Regions from separate parts of the Sus scrofa genome. Here all the other regions are linked to region 6. A link is a contact called in public Hi-C and HiChIP or PLAC-seq data. All regions are on one chromosome and are shown on one strand. The core of a region is the stretch at or near the end of the contact, and the rest is flanking DNA. Distances in the headings are between cores, read along the strand shown. Region 1 has its middle 160 kb from the start of FOXO1. Region 2 holds the start of FOXO1 (forkhead box protein O1). Region 3 overlaps FOXO1 (forkhead box protein O1). Region 4 has its middle 190 kb from the start of FOXO1. Region 5 has its middle 120 kb from the start of FOXO1. Region 6 overlaps LOC102159588 (a long non-coding RNA gene). Region 7 has its middle 210 kb from the start of FOXO1.

Evidence for each region. Hi-C and Micro-C count contacts between places; a contact is called where the count stands out from the background. HiChIP or PLAC-seq counts read pairs in DNA pulled down with a chosen protein or histone mark.
Region 1: an H3K27ac HiChIP or PLAC-seq map of alveolar macrophages shows a contact between it and region 6. The contact joins two enhancer-like sites. A contact is called at or near these places in 2 of 2 datasets of contacts at active chromatin or transcription factors (alveolar macrophages and skeletal muscle).
Region 2: an H3K27ac HiChIP or PLAC-seq map of skeletal muscle shows a contact between it and region 6, with 17 times the contacts expected there. The contact joins the promoter of FOXO1 here to the enhancer-like site in region 6. A contact is called at or near these places in 2 of 5 promoter capture datasets (fetal liver and liver), 24 of 47 Hi-C or Micro-C datasets (alveolar macrophages, blood, embryonic fibroblasts and 11 more) and 2 of 2 datasets of contacts at active chromatin or transcription factors (alveolar macrophages and skeletal muscle).
Region 3: a contact with region 6 is called in an H3K27ac HiChIP or PLAC-seq map of alveolar macrophages. The contact joins two enhancer-like sites. A contact is called at or near these places in 3 of 47 Hi-C or Micro-C datasets (liver and skeletal muscle) and 1 of 2 datasets of contacts at active chromatin or transcription factors (alveolar macrophages).
Region 4: a contact with region 6 is called in a Hi-C map of skeletal muscle, with 3 times the contacts expected there. The contact joins two enhancer-like sites. A contact is called at or near these places in 1 of 5 promoter capture datasets (liver), 1 of 47 Hi-C or Micro-C datasets (skeletal muscle) and 1 of 2 datasets of contacts at active chromatin or transcription factors (alveolar macrophages).
Region 5: a contact with region 6 is called in an H3K27ac HiChIP or PLAC-seq map of alveolar macrophages. The contact joins two enhancer-like sites. A contact is called at or near these places in 2 of 47 Hi-C or Micro-C datasets (embryonic fibroblasts and epiblast stem cells) and 1 of 2 datasets of contacts at active chromatin or transcription factors (alveolar macrophages).
Region 7: a contact with region 6 is called in an H3K27ac HiChIP or PLAC-seq map of skeletal muscle. The contact joins two enhancer-like sites. A contact is called at or near these places in 1 of 5 promoter capture datasets (liver), 1 of 47 Hi-C or Micro-C datasets (fibroblasts) and 2 of 2 datasets of contacts at active chromatin or transcription factors (alveolar macrophages and skeletal muscle).

What each region holds. Positions count from the first base shown.
Region 1 is chr11:15,249,813-15,252,512 of Sscrofa11.1, reverse strand. No RefSeq gene overlaps it. Among named protein-coding and RNA genes, the nearest start is that of FOXO1, 160 kb to the left of the region's middle. Within about 2 kb of position 1,287, at least 29 of the 83 cell types and tissues checked have an H3K27ac peak or open chromatin away from gene starts, as enhancers often do. A contact at or near this core is called in alveolar macrophages and skeletal muscle, where this site is marked.
Region 2 is chr11:15,408,661-15,411,360 of Sscrofa11.1, reverse strand. FOXO1 (forkhead box protein O1) reads left to right here and starts at 1,302. Exons shown (of 3, transcript XM_021065269.1): 1 at 1,302-1,978. The coding sequence starts at 1,328. It overlaps LOC102160118 (a long non-coding RNA gene), which reads right to left and starts at 728. Exons shown (of 5, transcript XR_001299536.2): 1 at 317-728.
Region 3 is chr11:15,324,160-15,326,859 of Sscrofa11.1, reverse strand. The region is part of intron 1 of FOXO1 (forkhead box protein O1); the gene reads left to right. Among named protein-coding and RNA genes, the nearest start is that of FOXO1, 85 kb to the left of the region's middle. Within about 2 kb of position 1,304, at least 31 of the 83 cell types and tissues checked have an H3K27ac peak or open chromatin away from gene starts, as enhancers often do. A contact at or near this core is called in alveolar macrophages, where this site is marked.
Region 4 is chr11:15,219,312-15,222,011 of Sscrofa11.1, reverse strand. No RefSeq gene overlaps it. Among named protein-coding and RNA genes, the nearest start is that of FOXO1, 190 kb to the left of the region's middle. Within about 2 kb of position 1,386, at least 7 of the 83 cell types and tissues checked have an H3K27ac peak or open chromatin away from gene starts, as enhancers often do. A contact at or near this core is called in alveolar macrophages and skeletal muscle, where this site is marked.
Region 5 is chr11:15,289,649-15,292,348 of Sscrofa11.1, reverse strand. No RefSeq gene overlaps it. Among named protein-coding and RNA genes, the nearest start is that of FOXO1, 120 kb to the left of the region's middle. Within about 2 kb of position 1,433, at least 4 of the 83 cell types and tissues checked have an H3K27ac peak or open chromatin away from gene starts, as enhancers often do. A contact at or near this core is called in alveolar macrophages, where this site is marked.
Region 6 is chr11:14,935,956-14,938,655 of Sscrofa11.1, reverse strand. All of the region lies in intron 2 of LOC102159588 (a long non-coding RNA gene), which reads left to right. Among named protein-coding and RNA genes, the nearest start is that of COG6, 360 kb to the right of the region's middle. Within about 2 kb of position 1,450, at least 11 of the 83 cell types and tissues checked have an H3K27ac peak or open chromatin away from gene starts, as enhancers often do. A contact at or near this core is called in alveolar macrophages, fetal liver and skeletal muscle, where this site is marked.
Region 7 is chr11:15,199,352-15,202,051 of Sscrofa11.1, reverse strand. No RefSeq gene overlaps it. Among named protein-coding and RNA genes, the nearest start is that of FOXO1, 210 kb to the left of the region's middle. Within about 2 kb of position 1,286, at least 1 of the 83 cell types and tissues checked has an H3K27ac peak or open chromatin away from gene starts, as enhancers often do. A contact at or near this core is called in skeletal muscle, where this site is marked.

The DNA of each region.
Region 1 (2,700 bases), core at 38-2,537, 310 kb before region 6:
TGGAGAGCCTGCAAAAGGCTCTTTTTGTTCCCGCTGCTCAATGGGGACATCCTCGGCGGGGCGGGAGCTGGAGGACACTCGAGGCAGGGCCACTTGGGTGGGGAGCGGCAGGGGGCCGTGAGCTGGGGAGGGGTCCAGGGCTGCAAGGCGGCTGGGAACTGTTCCTGGGAATAGTGGTTAAGAATCCAGACACACGGCCTGATAGATCCTTTTAGAGGCTGGAGGCAAAGAGCGCTTATGCTTTTTTGGTTGCTTTTATTTGTTCAGTTGCATGGCAGTGTTTGGTATACAAATAACACCTCAGCTCTGTGGCGGTGGGTCCTTAGGAACAGACAGAGGGAGAAATTGCCTGGGAATGCAGGGACTTCAAGACATGGCACTTTTTTAAAAAACAAAAAACTTTGCTTCCGGACCTCAACTGATAATTTTTCACAGAAAGGTGGGTTTGTCATCACTTCTGAAGTAAAGGCCATCTGAGGCTCGTATGAGCGTGATTAATACCAGAGTCCAGCTTAGAAATCACGGGGGACGGCCCAGAAAACGTTGTCAAGCAAAAATACCATTTCTGCTTATAGCAACACAGAATTCTGGGCCCATGAAGCAATCCCTGAGGTCTGTTCCACCCTTTGTCTCTGGCAAACATTTTTAATCGAAATCTTTTAATAGGGAGCTTGATGGCTCTAATTCATTTATGTTAATCTCTTAAGATGTCTTGACTTAGCTATTTATTTATAAAAATTGATCATAAAATATCTCTGAACCAGCTAACGGTTTGTATGTTTTCTCTAAAATATAAAAAGTAAATTTTACTGGGACCCGATGAAAAGTGAATTAAAGCGATTCCTTAAGTACAGCAAGAATGTCGGGGGAAGAAAATGCATGATTTCTCTCTTGAACAATTCTTAGTAAGCTTAAAAAAAACCCAACCAAACAGCAACAACAAACTAAACAAAACAATAACAAAAGACCTCTCCAATACTGTAGTTGGTCTCTTAGCACCCAGTTTTCTGACCTAACTTGTCACCCAGTGTTTAAGTGGATTTGGGCATTATCTTGCAAACATACCATTTCCAAGGAAGGTCGGGAATTGGTTTGCTTTTGCCACGCATTTACAAAGCGGGCTATCGAACTGGTTCACAAGCAAAACAGAGGCCCTGGAAAGACGATATGCCTTCCTTCCTGACGCAGATATTTCAGGATTGGGGAAGCAGGGTTTCCTGTGTTCTCACAAGGGGTTGAGATAAAGAAGCCCCGGGCAGTCGCAGAAAGAATTGAGCCTGGACTGAGCTGGAGGCAGTTGTTTGCGTGTGCCTTCTCCGAGAAGATGCATGTGGACAGGATGTGACGTGGGGTGGGGTTTGGAGCCGGGAGGGTTCTCTCGAAGCCGGTGCTGTTAGCTCCCGAGGAAGCTCAGCGTTTCTCCTCCTCCTTCCTTCCCCCGCCAGACCCCGCGGTGCCAGCCTTGGTTGTATGTCTGACCTCTGTCTCCTTCACACCAGGGGAGCCATCGTGGTGCCCTCTGGGAATGTTTATTTAGTCTACATTTTTGTTCCCCTAGTTTCTAGGCTCCACTAGAGGCAAAACAGAGAAGTAGGTAAAATTTGCCTTCTGTATATTTCCCCATCCTCATCCAGTTTCCCTTTCTGTGTTTTGCCCCCCCCCCCCCCCACTTCCCATTGGCTGTGCTGCAGCTTAGGAGCCGCTCCTGCCTGAATGAAAGTCATTTGAACATTTATTTCATCCAAAGATACTGGTGTCTGGTAACAGAGGCCTCTTCCAGATATTTACTGCATTTAAAAGAAATCTATGGGAGTTCTATGTGGCTCAGTGGAAACAAACCTGCCTAGTATCCATAAGGTTGCAGGTTCGATTCCTGGCCTGGCTCAATGGGCTAAGGATCCAGCGTTGCTGTGAGTTGTGGTGTAGGTTAGGTCAGCAGCTGCAGCTCTGATTTGACCCCTAGCCTGGGAATTCCATATGCTGCAGGTTTGGCCCTAAAAAGGAGAAAAAAAAAAAAAAAAGACGTCTATGAAAGAAAGATCAATAGCTACCAGATGTAATAATAATACTGATAGTAATATACCCACATGGAAGGAGTAATCCAATAACATAGTAAGAAAAAGTTTATGTTTATTGGGTGGGCAGGAATAGATGGAAAGAAAATGGGAGGAATTATAAGAGGTAATGGATCCTACTTGATTTCTGAAGCTAATTGAGAAATAGACGTTTAAGTATCTTATTTAAAATGGGAAAGATAACCACTATTTCAACTGAAATTCAGACCTTATAGTAAAAGAAAACAGGAAATATAAATGTAGCATTAAAAGTGAAAAAGAGGAGTTCCCGTCGTGGCGCAGTGGTTAACGAATCCGACTAGGAACCATGAGGTTGCGGGTTCGGTCCCTGCCCTTGCTCAGTGGGTGAAGGATCCGGCGTTGCCGTCAGCTGTGGTGTAGGTTGCAGATGCGGCTCGGATCCCGCGTTGCTGTGACTCTGGTGTAGGCCAGTGGCTATAGCTCCGATGAGACCCCTAGCCTGGGAACCTCCATATGCCGCGGGAGCGGCTCAAAGAAATAGCAAAAAGACAAAAAAAAAAAAAAAAAAAAAAAAAAAAAAAAAGTGAAAAAGATATTTAAGATACTAGTATCAGGACACACAGATGTGTTATAATAATAAATGCAAATGAGATCAACTCATTAA
Region 2 (2,700 bases), core at 53-2,552, 470 kb before region 6:
GTGGGAAGTAGGACTATCTGCAGCCCGCGCCGAGCCCCCTTCTCTCGCTTCCACTCTTTCAGGTCAAGAATGGAGGGAACCCGGCTGGCGGGTGCTGGGCCGGACAACGGGCCCCCGGCTACACTCGACCTCAGAGGCTCAGCCCTCGGGCGCAGACAGGTGGGTTCCGGTCGCGGAGGCGGCGGCCAGGGCGTCCTCCGCGCGGACACGACAGTCAGAGCCCGGGCCCCTGGAGGCGTGCGCGGCTCGCGCGGGGCCCGAGGACTCGATACATCGCAGGAAAAGGAAAAAAACACAAAACAAAAACAAAACCCACCGACTTCCCCGCGTTTCTCAGCAAAGGAGTCGAGGGCGGAGTCGAGAGGGGGCGACTGAGCAGAATTCCGCGAGGCCGCCTCCGCCCGCCCACTCAGCGCCCCCGAAGCGCCCAGCGTCTCCGGCCCCCGCCCCGCCCGGCTTTGGGCCCGGAGCGGAGGTCGAGGGCAAGCGAGCGACTCGTTCCACTCGGGCTTCCCGAGTACTCGGTTCTGCTCCCCGGTAGTAAACAAAGTGTCGCCGCCGCCTCCACGCTGGTTTGCCTCACAGCAATCAAAACACTGAGAGCGGAGAGACTCACAGAAACATTCGAAAATTACCAGAAAATAATAACAGAGAGCCAAAAAAAAAAAAAAAAGAGTGAGGGAGACTGTGCGTGTGTGAGAAAGAAAAAAACACCCCACTACCCCCACCAACCCACTGCCACCTCCCGCTGGAAAACCAGCCCCCGCCCAGGCCGGCGTCCACTGGCTGCCTGGGCGGTGCCGCCGCGAGCTCATTGGCTGCTGGGGCTATCAGTCAGGGGCGGGCAAGCGCGCGCGCCGCCGCGGGCGGGGGGCGGCGGCAGATCCCGTAAGTCGGGCGGCAGCGTAGTCGCAGCAGCAGCCGCCGCTGCCGCCGCCGCCGCCGCCACATTCAACAGGCAGCAGCGCCGCGGTCGCGCCGCCGGGGAGAGTGAGCGGCCCGCGGCGCCCGTCCTTCCTTCGGTTTTCGGGCCGTGTCAGTAGGAGCGCGACGCTGGCGCTGCCTGGGCTGGGCGACTCTGGCCTGCCGTCCCGTCCGTGCAGCGGACCTGGAGGAGCCTAGATGTTGATGGACCCGCGAAGTTAAGTTCTGGGCTCGCGCTTCCACTTCGCCGCCGCGTCTTGCTCCGGGTTTCCGTCCGCCCGCGGCACCGACCTCGCCCCCCAAAATCTCGGACCGGCTCTTCGCGCCCTCTCCCCTCAGCTCCTGGTGCAGCGCCCTCGCACTTCTTGGCAATCCCGCTGCTGGGGGAGGGGCGGGGGTCACCATGGCCGAAGCGCCCCAGGTGGTGGAGATCGACCCGGACTTCGAGCCGCTGCCCCGGCCGCGCTCGTGCACCTGGCCGCTGCCCAGGCCGGAGTTTAGCCAGTCTAACTCGGCCACCTCCAGCCCGGCGCCGTCGGGTGGCCCAGCCGCGAACCCCGACGCTGCCGCGGGCCTGCCCTCGGCCTCGGCGGCCGCTGTCAACGCCGACTTCATGAGCAACCTGAGCCTGCTGGAGGAGAGCGGGGACTTCCAGCAGGCGCCCGGCTCCGTGGCGGCGGCGGCGGCGGCGGCAGCCGCGGTGGCGGCGGCGGCCGCCGCTGCTGCCACCGGGGGGTTGTGCGGGGACTTCCAGGGCCCAGAGGCGGGCTGCCTGCACCCGGCGCCGCCGCAGCAGCCCCCGCCGCCCGGGCCGCTGTCGCAGCACCCGCCTGTGCCCCCCGCCGCCGCCGGGTCGCTTGCCGGGCAGCCGCGCAAGAGCAGCTCGTCCCGCCGCAACGCGTGGGGCAACCTGTCCTACGCCGACCTCATCACCAAGGCCATCGAGAGCTCGGCAGAGAAGCGGCTCACGCTATCGCAGATCTACGAGTGGATGGTCAAGAGCGTGCCCTACTTCAAGGATAAGGGCGACAGCAACAGCTCGGCAGGCTGGAAGGTGAGTGGCCTCGGGGCGCACGGCTGGAGCGGGAGGGGGGCACGGGAAGCCCTGCCTCCGCCTTAGGTCGGAGGGGACGGCTGTGCAAATTTGCTTGGCTTGAAAGTGCAGGGCACGCGGGCAGCGCGTGCAAGAAGCATCGGAGGTGGGTGGTGGGCTTGCCTCGGACCCGTCGGAGGATTGGAATAAACGTCTGTGTGTACGCTCTCGTGAGAGTTGGAGCGGGAGCGGGAAGGGGCGAGTTGGGACCGAAGTAGTGAAAAAAGTACGCCAAGAAGTGGACCTCAGAGCAACCAGAAAAAAAGTTCTCCAGTGAACGGAGAGCGGGGTTCACTGCGACCTGCCCCCCCTTCTCCACGGCCCGCGCGAACTCCTGCCGCTGCTCCTTTCCCTCCACGACCTCAGGGGTGAGGGCGGCTCCCCTCCTCCCCCGCGGCCCCCCAGCTCCCCGCCGCCCCGCGGAGCCGTTTCCGCAGCGCTGGGCGGGGGAGGCCGCTGCGAGGGGCCTCGGAGCCCCGCCGCTGGGGGACGGGGCTGCAGGTGGAGGGGACAGGCAGGGCGCGAGGCAGCCGGCCCGTGGAGGTTGGCCGCGCGGTTTTTGGAGGCCGTATGCATTTTGTTTTATTTTGATTTTATTCTAAGTGGCCTCGAGTGCAGGGGTCCGGGCGCGCAGAGCCAGAGGTAGCGTCTCCGACACGTGCAAAGGGGCGGCCACCGCCTGC
Region 3 (2,700 bases), core at 55-2,554, 390 kb before region 6:
CAGTGCTTGAGGTAACGCCACCCGCAATCTCATTTAATCTGCGCAAGCGTCCTGTAAATGTAGGCCCAGTTAATCCATTCAACAGGTCCTTGAGTGTCTACTTGGTGATGGAGCTGGGAGGATGCTGTGCACAAGAAAACAGCTGAGGCCCCCGCCCCCTGCACTCATGCAGCTCACAGTGTAGCGGGGAGTTAGACATGGCAGAACCATAGGTGTGGTGAGTCAGCCAGGACTTAGGTTAGCTGCAGGATAGGGTGGGGTTCTCAGAAAGTGCTTCCAGAAGGAAAGGACACTTTGGCTGAGATAGAAATTGTGGGGAGGTGGGGAGTTCCCGTTCAGGCACAGTGGAAACGAATCTGGCTAGTATCCATATGGTTGCGGGTTTGATTCCTGGCCTTGCTCAGTGGGTTAAGGATCCAGTGTCGCTGTGAGCTATGGTGTAGGTCACAGATGCAGCTTGGATCTGGTGTTGCTGTGGTATAAGCTGGCAGCTGCAGCTCCGATTCCATATGCTGCTGGTGTGGTCCTTTAAAAAAGCAAAAAAAAAAAAAAATTGTGGGGAGGCGGCAGCCTTTGGCAGGAAAAAGTTGAGGTCCTGGACAGCCCTGTGTGCATCATCTTCTGTCCTGAGTGGATAGATAGGTGGACTTGTTCCTTCCCCAGGTAGATCATAAAACACCTGGAGGGCAGACTCCGTGACTAATTCATTCTGATGTCCTTCACTATACCCAGCATAAATCAGTCCCAATAAAAGTTACTTGGTGTGAGTTGGTACACGAGTGGGTGGAGAAAAGATGTGGAAGGCATTATACCTTGCCTGTGATGTTTCAGGGATGTCAGTCAAAAAATGTTCATTGATTGAATGTGTAGAGCATCTGTTAGGGGCTTTGAGATTTGGAAATAAAAACACACTCTAGCCCCTTTCTCTTTAAGAGGCTTGGAATCCAGTCCATAGAGTGAACAAAGTGGAACACCTGAGCAGCAGAGCAGGTTGAGCAAGCCAGGGCACAGTGTGTCCAGGGCACCCCTTCCCCCTGGGAGCCACGGACTTCCAAGGGGTCAGGCCCCGCTTGGGGTGGCCAGGGACGCCAGTGGCAGGTGGCAGCGGGGCGAGTGCGGAGGAAAGCAGCTGCACACCAGCAGCCAGCCCCGGCTGCAGAGGAGGACAGCTCGTGCAGGGGAGTTGCCGATTTGTCCTTTTCTCTAACGGTCTCATGTAGAAACTCGGGGTTTGGGTAAGTGATTCACAGTGCACGAGTCTTCTGTCCTCACACCCAGCCTCTCTCCTCACGTGGTATTTGTTCACGGTTGAAGAACTGAACAGCTCAGAGCACTGCTGGTTGCGTGTGACTTTCTGCACAGATCACAGTGAACCGTTCTTTCCCTGCCTCGGCTGCGTCCGCCTCGGCTGGCAGAGATTTGCAGACGTACCATCGTTAATAGCGACACATACGTTTACAAGCTTTACCTATTCAGCACCCCCCTACTCCGACTTCCCTCCCCCCAATTGGAAATCATAGCTTCTTTAATGTCCTACTGGCTGTGTGAAAAACAGGAATTTATGTAACAAGCCCTGCATAGCAAACCTTTTCCTGTTCGGAAAAAAAAAATTTTTTTTAATTGTTGGCAAAGTTAAGAGACAGCTCTGTTGCTCAAAGAGCGACCTGAAATGTCCTCTTAGGAAAGTATGTAGCATAATGTTTTGATAAGTAAGGGATTGCTGTGAGGCCTTTTTTTTGTTTTTGTTTTTTTGTCTTTTTGGTACGTCTAAGTGCTAATAAGTTAGTGTATGTCCCACCTGAGTTAGTGAATATACTTCCTGATCTTTGAAACGATTTCATGGGTGCAGATTCTGCGGTCTTGTTAGAGATGGCCCCTGGTTGCAGTTGCAGATGATCTGATGTAATTAAGTGTCTGTAGGGCAGCGCCAGCCCCTCCCCCAGGCAGTGCAGACAGACGGTCAGGAAGCCACTATCTAGGAAGATCTTCCCCTTTTATCATTAACTAAATGTGACAGGGACCGGAGTCAAACTTCCTTTCCTCCAGAGATCTCATCGAGGCTTATCTGTGAGTCTATTGTGTTCAAAGAACAAGATAGTCGGGATGGAATATTGTGCAAATGCCCAGACTTTCGGCTACAGAGCTTGTCACAGGCTCATTCCAGGTCTCTCCTGGGGCAGGCCTGCGGCTTTAAGGAGGACTGCAGAACTTGGTTTGCTAGTGTTGGCCGGCCCAGCAGAGGAGGCTGTGGTGTGTGCATGTGTGTAAGAACAACCTTCCCATAGGGTCTGGGGAATGTTCCTGGGGTCGAAATAGGACATGAGAGGAATGTAGTGTTCAGCCTTTTTTAGGGATTCTCGTATGTACCTGAAGACCTCAAAGCTGGTCTAGAGTTCGGGATGAGATCTGTAAGTGGGAAGGGAAGAGGAGAATCAGAATCTTGGCAACAGAAGCGAACCCTCACTGCCATCCACTTCCGCACCGGCCTAGCATCCCTCCCGAAGCCCCCATTCAGGGTCAAGGCTGACCCACACTCATCCGGGCCCTGGCAGAAGGGCTTGTCACATAGCTGCTGTGTTGCAATCCTTGGTGGAATGTAGTACAGAGGGTCAGAGGGCGTGGATTTCTCAGCCTTGACTGTCCGGCCTCACTCTGACTTTTGCGTTGCCTTTGAGAAAGTAAGATTCCCCCCCGCCATTT
Region 4 (2,700 bases), core at 137-2,636, 280 kb before region 6:
ATGCACCCTGTGAATTGTCCGTGCAGTGCCTGTGACGGCCGTAACGAGAGGGGAGGTCTAGGCCTGCTGTTTCATGCCGCAGGGAGAGACAGCCCCTGGGTTAAAGATGACGAGCAAACCTTTCTTCCACGGGGTTCTCATCTTTATCCGGCTCTCTTCTCTATCGTTCTTTCCTCTTTCCCATTGTTAATTGGTCCCCTGACTGCACATCAGCCAGAGTTATAAACTGCCCCCTTGGTAACCAGATGCCTCTCAGCTGGGGCTTTGCCGTTTGGGGATTTTATTCTTACCATGATGTGAGTTACACCAATGAATTCCTGCTCCTGGGCTTTGTGAACCGAGTAGAGGTGCTGATGGAATAGTGTCCCGCACATGTTCTTCTTTAACTTATTTATAACCCATCCTTTTTCACTTGTCTGTCCTTATCAGAGTCAGTGTGGACTTGCTTGGGGGTAATCCTGGGCTGCTGCCCTAGCAAGTGGCCAGGGCTGATCCTGTTACGCTCATGAAGTGGTCGTGCTGAGTGATGGGCCACCTGGCAGATCTCATTGACCTGTCCTGCCCAGCCGCCCAGTTCAGGACACCTTTTCAGCCTGGCCCGTTGCTCTAGGGTGATGACATTTCAGATGAAATTCCTGTTCACAAGTACTTTAAATCAACTGAAGTAAATTCCAGACTTAATGCCAGAAGTGAGAGTGGATTAGAAATCTCATCGAGCCGAGAAGATCCTGAACATGCGAGTGGGGAGTCACTCATCCTTCAGTTGAACTTGAGATGCATCTGGACCTGTCCTGCCATAGTCTTCTTTGAGATCAACTTAGGATCTAGCTGATATGCTTATTTGAAAGTTTTGCTTTAGTTATCTATTTAATGAAAGTGATGGGAAATTTATTTTTTGTGAGCAAGTATTCGTCATGTCAGATAATTTTTTCTTTATCAGAAATCATCATATAAAGGCAAGATTTAGAGGACGGTGTCCCTGTTTGCATACACAACAGGGTCCACTCTACGTGCGTCCAGTAGATGTGATTCTCCATAGCCAGCCTCGATCACCTGTTACTCAGTTTGAGTCTGGAAATGCCTCTCTCGGGCTGATGGAACACTCAGTCATTTCAAAAGGCATCTGCATGTGAACAGTCATGACCATACTGTTTTCCCCCTGCTATAAATCCCTTAGGAAGGAAAAGAAGCCATGAAACCATGCAAATTTTGAAAAAGCGTTTGGATGGGTTAAAGCCGTTACCTGCAATGGAGAAAACATGGCAGTGTCGATTGGATGGTTAGCACTCTTTGTCCATGAAGGAAACGTATCTAGGCCTGGGGAGCAGGAAACTCAAAGGGGAAGCTCTGATTGTCACATTGAATTGCTTGCCAACCCTTTGGTAAGCCTTGGCGGGCTTCCAGCTCCGTCCTGCCCCAGTCTGACCTCTGGAGCCTGTGAGTGCTGGCACACTCCGAGTACTCGATGGCATGAATGGCCAGTGGCCAGTGCCATCTGAAACTTCAGTCAACTTGATACCAAAGGTTAATCTCGTCCACGTGAATCACGCCATCTGTAATTTGTAGCACGTACTTTCTAGCGAAACCCTTTTTCCCTATGAGACCTGTTGGTTCCTGTTTTTAGCTATGGCTCACAGACCTCTTTAATTTATGAACTCTCCTTTTTTGTTTGGTGTTTGCTTTTAAATATTTTTAAATTATAGTTGGTTTACAATGTTCTGTCTATTTCTGCCATACAGCAAAGTGACCCCGTCATACTTATAGATACATTCTTTTTCTCACATTATGCTCCATCACGTTCCATCACAAGTGACTAGATACAGTTTCCCAGTGCTATACCACAGGAGCGCATTGCTTATCCACTCCAGATGAAATAGTTCCTATCTACTAACCCCAAACTTCTAGTCCATTTCACTCCCTCCCTCTCCCCGTTGGCAACCTCAGGTCTGTTCTCCATGTCCATGAGTTTCTTTTCTGTAGATAGGCTCATTTGTGCCATATATTAGATTCCAGATATAAGGGTATCATATGGTGTTTGTCCTCTTTCTGACTTACTCACTTAGCATGAGAATCTCCAGTTCTGTCCATATTGCTGCAAGTGGCATTATTTTGTTGTTTTCTTATGGCTGAGTATATTCCATAGAAGTGTATATATCACATCTTCTTAACGCATTCATCAATCAATGGACATTTGGGTTGTTTCCATGTCTTGGCCATTGTGAATAGTGCTGCAATGAACATAAGAGTGCATGTGTCTTTTTCTTTTTCTTTCTTTCTTTCTTTTTATTACTCAATGAATTTATTGCATGTGTCTTTTTCAAGGAAAGTTTTGTCCGGATATATGCCCAGGAATGGGATTGCTGGATCATATGGTATGAATTCTCCTTTTTTGTTTGTTTGTTTGTTTCATTTTTGTTTTTTTAGGGCCACACCTGCGGCATATGGAAGTTCCTAGGCTAGGGGTCGAATTGGAGCTACAGCTGCCAGCCTACACCACAGCCAACACCAGATCCAACACCAGATCCAAGCCTTGTCTGAGACCTACACCACAGCAACGCTGGATCCTCAACCCACTGAGCGAGGCCAAGGATTGAACCTTTGTCCTCATGGATACTAGCTGGATTCATTTCCACTGCGCCATAGTGGGAACTCGCGGTAGCTTTTTTTCCCCTCTCTTTTCTTATAGATCTAGTCTCACAG
Region 5 (2,700 bases), core at 184-2,683, 350 kb before region 6:
GAGCAAGAGGTATACATTTCTTTCGTAAAGTGGGAAAGGGATCGTTATCAAAGAGGAGGTAAGAAGAGGGAATTTATAAGATACTTGACCCTAACCATAGGCAAGTCAAAGAGTTTAGGGAAAGAATGAAGGCAGAACTTGAGGCTCCAAAAAATATTTCCCTTAAAACCAGTTAAGTGCCTGGAGTCTTTGGAAAGATTTCATTTATCTGGGGGCATGCACCCTCTTTTGAAGATCCTCCTATGGAAAAGGCCAGAAGGCATCCTTAATAAGGTGGCATTTGATTAGAGACCTAAAGTAAGTAGAGTGGAATGGTATACGCACCTAGGGGAAGAGCACTTTAGATGGAGCCAAAGGGCAAAGACCTTGTGGTAGGAGTGGTCTTGGAATATTCTGGACATAGCAAGAAGGCCAGTGTGCATTGCTGCAGAGTGAATAAAGGAGAGGGTGGTAAGATATGAGGCCAAGATAAGCAATGTGGTCCTGCCTTATAGCACAGGGAACTATATCCAATCACTTGTGATAGAACATGATGGAAAATAATATGACAAAAAGAAGGTGTATATGTGTATGACTGGGTCTCTTTGCTGTACAGCAGAAATTGGCAGAACACTGTAAATCAACTATAATTAAAAAAATTTTTTTTAAATTATGAGGCCAGAGAGGCAATTGGCATCATGTTAGGTCTTGGAGGCCAAGGTAGGCACGTGGGATTATCTTCTGGGTGATATGGGCTGTGTTGCTCTCCGTGGGAGGGTTTTGAGCTTTGGGTGACATAACCTGGCTGCTATGTGGATTACTACATAGAGACATCAGTGCCTTTGTCATTTCCCCATAGTTTTGTTAATACTTCTTTCCGGGTTCACAGTTGAGGATGACAGTTGTAATGGCCTATGATGGTGCACATACTCTGACCTTGAGGAATTTGGGCTGCCGTCTCGGTCTGAGTGTGGTTTCTCAGCTTTATTGGCCTTGGAACTCTTGTATTCATAAGGGAGCCACCTCCTTTCTGGCTGCCATCCTGTTGCCTTTGAGCCGTCAACATTGGGGTCCGAGGGGCAGAGAAGTGTGCTTGGGTCCAGCTGATGACCTGCAGATCACGGGAGCACGAATGCTCTTATAGGTCAGTTCCCAGGACACAGACCCTGATGCCCAGGCTTGCGTGGGGGACGCTTACTGCAGAGTGCTCTGTGGCCATTACTGGTGAGGGGTAGGGGAGCAGGCCTGGGTAGAAGGAAGTGCTGGCCTGTGAGGCAGTGGCAGCAGAATCCTTGGCCATCCTAAAAGGGGAAGGCCCTTTTGAGTCTTCTCCACTGATGCTTGAGGCCTGGGCCTTAGTAATTTTTACATCATCTGGTCAGTGGTCATGGGAACCCCCTAGAAAGGGATTGTGAACTCGGGCCAAACGTAGTTTCTGGAGAGTGACTCAGCTGTAAGCTCCCAGCAGCCAAGGCCCCAGGCGCCCTGGGCCGTGAGTGTCCCGGTGTTGAAGAGGGGGTCCCCCTCCAGTGGGTCAACTGGAAGAGCCCTTTGAAGATCATCTCCTCCCCTCTAGAAACCACCCTCGTGAAGCTCAAGACACTGAGGCCCCGGCAGTGGTGGTGGTGGGGGGGTGCTCATGTGCTTTATCTGGTCCTCACAGCTTCCGGTGTGAATTACAAAACAAAAACATGACTTTACACTTAGGCCTTATTTTCCAAAGGAAGGAGGGCCTAAAATCTTTATTCTTAATTTTAAAAAGTATTTTCGTATGTCAGCAGATAGTTTGTGGTGGTCATTAGTGCCGTATCTGTTTATTTATTTATTTTCAAGAAACAGCTCTTTTACTTCCAGACAACCACGTGGACTCTTCAGGCGATCCCTGAGTTCACATCCCACCTGTTCCACACCCATGGTTTCTCTCATCGCTGCACACGCTGTTCATTACGATGAAAATCCATTCTATGCCCGAGGCCGTGATAGGAGTCGATTCATAACATTGAGATAGTTGCAACCAACACGAAGGCCATTGCTCAGATAATGTCACTTGCTTTGCCTGGGGGGTTCTGTCTTCCTGACATCACTGTGAAAGGAACATCTCTGACCATCCAGCAGAAATGCTCCATTGCTTGCGAAATATTTTTCCCAAAAAGGAAATAGGATAAGACCAAAACAACCAGGTTTTGTAAAGTGTGGATTGAATTCAGTAAACCAACTGTAAGAAGACATTTTGGAGGCTATGGGGAAAGTAGAATACATTAAAAAATAATATTAAGGAGTTCCTGTTGTGGCTCAGCAGGTAAAGAACCCAACACAGTGTCTGTGAGGATGTGCCTTCCATCCCTGGCCTCGCTCAGGGGGTTAGGATCCAGCATTGCCGTGAGCTATGGTGTGGGTCACAGATGTGGCTCAGATCCTGTGTTGCTGTGGCTGTGGTGTAGGTCAGCAACTTTAGCTCCAATTCCACCCCTCGCCTGGGAACTGCCATATGCCACAAGTGTGGCCCTAACAAGAAAAAAAGAAATAATATTAAGTAATTATTACTACTTTTCTTAGGAGTGACAATGGATCTGTCATCATGTTAAATTTAGGTCTTTATGGATGAAAATCAAAACTGAAATTTACAGGTAAAAATAATATGTAACCTGGGAATTGGCTTAAAATACTCCAGCAAATAAGAGGAATGGATAAGACAAGAATGGCAAAATGTCGATAGCAGTT
Region 6 (2,700 bases), core at 201-2,700:
AATATACACCTGAAAACTCAGCCTTAGGCCCTAATATGGTCTTTGATAAGTAAATATTCATTGGGAATGCAACCCTCAAAGTACAGAGAACAAATGGTCCTGGGTTCATTGAGCCGTCCAAGTCCCAAATACTATGGTAGAGACACAAAGGTAGAATTATCAACAGGTCTTAACTTTCCTGGCTTCAAGAGTGTATCAGAGTTTAGGGAGTGGTGATGTATGATAATCTCATTTTCCCAAATTAAAGATTAGGGGCCATGGTAACCTGTGTGGTCTTACAAACCTGAGAGTGGGATTATTCTTAAAGTCCCGGGATGCATGCATGCTCCTCTTTCCGCGTGAATTCCGGACTGTAGCCAGGCTGATCTCGTCGTCCCTAACCTTGGCCCCACATCTTCCTGCTGCCTCTCTTGAGCTCATGCAGTGTCCCTTTCTTGGAATACCCTCCTTTCTATTGTTCTAACTATTGAAGCCTAACCTTTATCCAAGACCCAGTTAATATTCTACTTCTTTGTGAAGTCAACCTAAACCATCTCAGCCCACAATAAACTTTAGAATACCTCTAGCCCTTATTGTTTACACTCTTACTTGGCATTTAACAGATGCCAAGGCGGCATTGCAGACCTACTTACGTAGTACGGATCCCATTTCCCCAATTACACTACGGCGGGGAGTGATCATACCACATGCATCCTTGCGTTCACTAGACTGGTTATGGGATCAGATCCATGTAGGCTCTCCTTAAATTTAAGATGTTAATGAGAATGTGGATATTGTCTTTACTCTTTTTTTTTTTTTGGCGGTGGGGGGGTGCGGTGGTGGTCAGATTGTCTCCGCTTTTAGCCCATTCCGTGATGTGTATGAGAAATCTGCCCTTACGTGGTGGAGGGGAAAAGAAATGGTGTAGGCTCTGAATCCTGCTTATGTCTTTGACATTGAAAATTGCAGTGATGACTGTTGTCAAAGTTATCTCTTGGGATAACATCTCTTTAAAACCAGGTGTCTCAAATTCAAATGCTTTCTGAGGGTCAGTCAAGTAACCTAGTAGGACTGTGCCCACCCAGCTCCATTTTCTTGCCCCGAGGGAACACAGGGCACTAAGCCACGCCTGTCCATCAGAGCTGAGTGTGTTCAAGCCCCAGCGTGTGCCCAGCTCTAACTCCATTCACAATCCATGGTCTTTGAACTCACTGCTGGGCAGCTTGATCTCTTGTTAGAGCCCTCTTGCCACCCTGCCTTAATGCAAATGCCTGTCTGGACCCAAATGCAAAGACCCGTCTCCAGGTCTACCCTGACCGAGGGTGACCTCTTTGCACAGAGCCCAGTTGATTCTCAGTTATCGATAAAGTCTCTCTGAGGCAAGGCTTTTTGTTGACTTCCACCTCTACCCCGAGTTTGGGAGCCAAAGGTGCTCATCAAACCCCAACTCTCTGCTGCCCTCCACAGGCCATTGACCTCATTGCCTTTGCCATTTCGTCTGGTTAACTCTGGCTCCCAGGCGATACAAAGGTCTTATAGCCTGAGATGGATCATGTATTTTTGTGCCCAGTGCTTTTGTGTGTGTGGTCATTCATTTCTGTTCAGCTTGTGTGTGGATAGGTTCTTTCTTCTTGACTTACTTGCAGTTCTTATAGGTACATTCTGGGTTTTCTTCCTTCCACACCCACCATCTTTTCTCCCCCTTCTACTTAAAATAGCAGCACCATGAAATACAAGTCAGTTATTTTGGTAAAGATAGTATGGTTTAACTGAAAGCTTGTGATTTTTGGAGTAAGAAAGATCTGAGTTTTAATCCGGACTCTACCAATGACTGGCTCTATGAACTTGGGCAATATTTTTCTGTTTTGTTCCTCTCTAAAGAGGGCATTATGTAATAATATGCAAGCAAAACTGACTCATAGATAATGCTTAATCCTGGGTTTTCCCCCTCTTCTTCGTGAAGTCTTTTCACTTTGAGTAAGGTCGCCAGTCTTGCTATAGAAATTAGCAGTCACTGTGTGGGAGACGTTTATCATCTCCTTCCCCCACCCTCCCCCGTCTTTGTTGTCTTCAGACTATGGCCTCTTAGGTTCAGGAGAGAGAATACACATTGGGCAGATGTTTCATCAGCAAGCCCAGCACTTTCTCCGAGCACCGACTGATGGATCTTACTTGACCTGCCAGCTCAGGAACCATCCTTTGACTGTGAGCCTTAACCCTCATGAAATGTTACATGAAAACTAGACAGACTGCTCTGTCCTGCTGAACAAAACTGGGTCTGGAGGAGCTCCCTGGAAGGCTAGGGGCTAGTTTTTCAGCATAAGAGCCACATGTGATTCTATTAGTGACCTCAGTCCAGGGCAGGACCTTATCCCCCTGACCAGCTGTTGAATTTTCACTGCCTCAGAAATTTTATGGACCTTATCATGCAATCATCAGAAGAGCCTTGTGTGTTAGGCTCTTGTTCCCATTTTATAGATGAGGCAACCGAGGCTTGGAGAAATGGAAGTTACTTTCTGAAGGTTATATAGCTAGCCAAGGTCAAAGCTGGGATTTGAACCAAGGTCTGACCAGACACAAAGTATTGTGTTCCACTATGTCTAAAAACCAGGGATTCTGAGAGCCAGCCCGCGGGGAGGGGTAGCCTGGAGGGGTACCCCTGCACGGGTATCTTCACGGGGCTCTTCACAGAGTCCCGGTGTTCCCACCTCATCGCTCGCT
Region 7 (2,700 bases), core at 37-2,536, 260 kb before region 6:
ATTTAGATCCAAGTCCAGGCCAGCCTATTGGCAGTCATGGCCTTATCCGAGCTTCCAGCCCATCTCCAGATATTTCCTCACCTGCATGTACCAATATTCCAGACACATCCCTCCCTCTCACGCCCCTGCCCCTGATGTCACAATCGCACCCCTTACCTGAGTTTATGCCTCTCACGTGCCTATATTTTCAAGAGCCTTTGCAGACATAGTCAAAATTCTGCCTTCTCCAAGTTCACATCCTATATTCTTCATGATGGAATTATTTCTCTAATAAAACTTTATTTGTACATTTAGTCTAGTCACCATTTAATTTTTCTCTGTATTACAGATATATATCATTATATACATATTATATACTTAATAAATATTTACATTTACAAAATATAAATATATATTTATTTACATTTTGTATGTCTTATGTTGTAATCACATATATAATATAAACATGTGTAATTATTACTTTTAAAAATTTTATTAGACTTACGACTTTAGTCGTTGACTTACAATGTTGGGTTACTTTCAGGTGTACAGCACAGTGAATCAGTTATACGTACACATATAGCTATGCTTTTTCAGATTCATTTCCCATAGAGGTTATTACAGAATATTGAGTGAGTTCCCTGTGTGATATAGTAGGTCCATGCCGTTTATCTATTTTGTATATAGTCGTGTGTATATGTTGATCCCAACTGCCTAATTTATTCCTCCCTGCTGTGTTTCCCCTTTGGAAACCGTAAGTTAGATTTTGAAATCTATGAGTCTGTTTCTGTTTTGTAAATAAGTTCTTTTGTACCATTTTTATTACATTCTACATATAAGTGATATTGTATGATGTTTATAATATTACTTTTATTAATGCAATGTCTCCATTATTAGATTGTGCTCTTTTTAAGGATGAAGCTATGTCTTACTCTGTATCCCAGTCTAACCTAGATTTTTAGCCCCTCAGTAAATGATCTGAATCATATTGATTCAGTAGAGTTTGGGGCTAGGAAGTACTTTTGAAGCATTAAATGCCCTCTGATTACAGTCATTGCTGGTGTAAGAGGGTGACAGTAACATGCTTGTAACAACCTGGAAATCAGGTAGCTTTCTGTTTCAGAGGCAGCAGGCACTCTTTAAGTCATCCAGTGGTCCAGAGTATTTCCCAGCCTCCTTTGCAGTTAGGTTGGCCAGGTGACTAGCTCTGGGCAGTGAGGCGTGAATGGGAAATCAGTGGTCACTTTGGCTGAGGCTCTTAGGAGCCAGCCCTCTCTTCCGTCAGCCTGTAGCCACGTGTGAGATGTAGACCACAGGATAGATAGAATCTGGATCCAGACTCACCACATGGAGAAGGGCTCTGCCATCTCACAGTAGATCTTGCAAGGATACAAAATAAATGTTGTGCTAAATCTGTGAGATTTTGATTTGCTTGTTACCTCAGCATAGCCTACCTCATCCTGACTACTGTATATTCTCAGAGTAAAATCTGGGGTTTGATCGGCTGTTTGAGAGAGCAAAGTCAGAAGCGATCTGTCTGTAAATTTGCTGGCATCAGACATCACTTTTGCGATGATTCAGAGAATGAGCTCATGGAGGCAGAAATAGAATATGACTGTAAACAAACACACAAACAAACACCTGAAAGCTGATCTGTTGTGAGAGACCGTGTTTCAGAAGGAGGGGGGGCTGTAGAAAGGGAGATGAAGAACCAGAGGTTGGTCACCTCCTGGAAAGACAATGTCTTGGCTGAATGGGGGGGGACGGCGTCTGGGCCTCTTGGAAGATGAAACTGTACCATAGAGATGGACTTGGCAGGCTGTTTGGGCCGGATGCCATTTCACAGATTATGTAGCCTCCTGGTCCTGGTGTGAAGCCATGTTTGCACTAGAACCTCCTGAAGATACTGAATTTGCCATGAGTTTGTTCAAAAGAGAGAACACCAGCATTGTTTCTAGCTGATTGAATCAACAGGTTGCTCTTACTGCAAGTGAATTCTCTAGCAATCTAGTTATGTGTATCAGTCTCTGAGAGGCGGTAAGTGCATTCATGACAGATGGAAATGAGGCCTGATCCACTTGAAACCCACCTCATGAGGCCTTTAGGCAGCCAGGTGGGCAGCCAGCCAGCCAGGTCTCAGACCCTCCCCAGGCTCCCTGGCTCAGCATTGCTATGGGGGGCTGTACATGGTGTAGCATGTGTCCCTAACATGCAGCCTTCAGATGCTTCCAGAAATGGAGTTGGTTGGGAGACATAGGTAGCTTTGTCTGGATGATCTGATGAGTCTTTACATTAAGATCAAAGGCCTCAAAACACCCCCTTAGAGAATCTTCTTGAAAATAAGTTTGGTTGTGGAATCGAGAAACACATAGACCCAACCACAAGCAGAATTGATTTTTGTTTATTTCAATGGATTTTAGGGAGAGGAGTCATGAAAACATACTCTAACTCTGCCATTTCCCCCAGAAACCTCAAAGGTACTTTTAGCTCATCAACAACAGGTAGAGCTGCAGCTGTGTGTTTGAAAGCTACCGGCAAATCCGTCCTCAAATAAATAGTTGTTTCTCACACAAGAATCATGCTGTGGAGATTGTCAGTTCTCTTTGTTCTCCTTTCTGGTTCCAGACTTGAAGGCATGGCTATGTTCTTGTATTCCAAACACTAGGCCCCAGACTAAAAATAGAACACAAGTCTTTGTTAATTTTTTTTAATGGTAAAAAT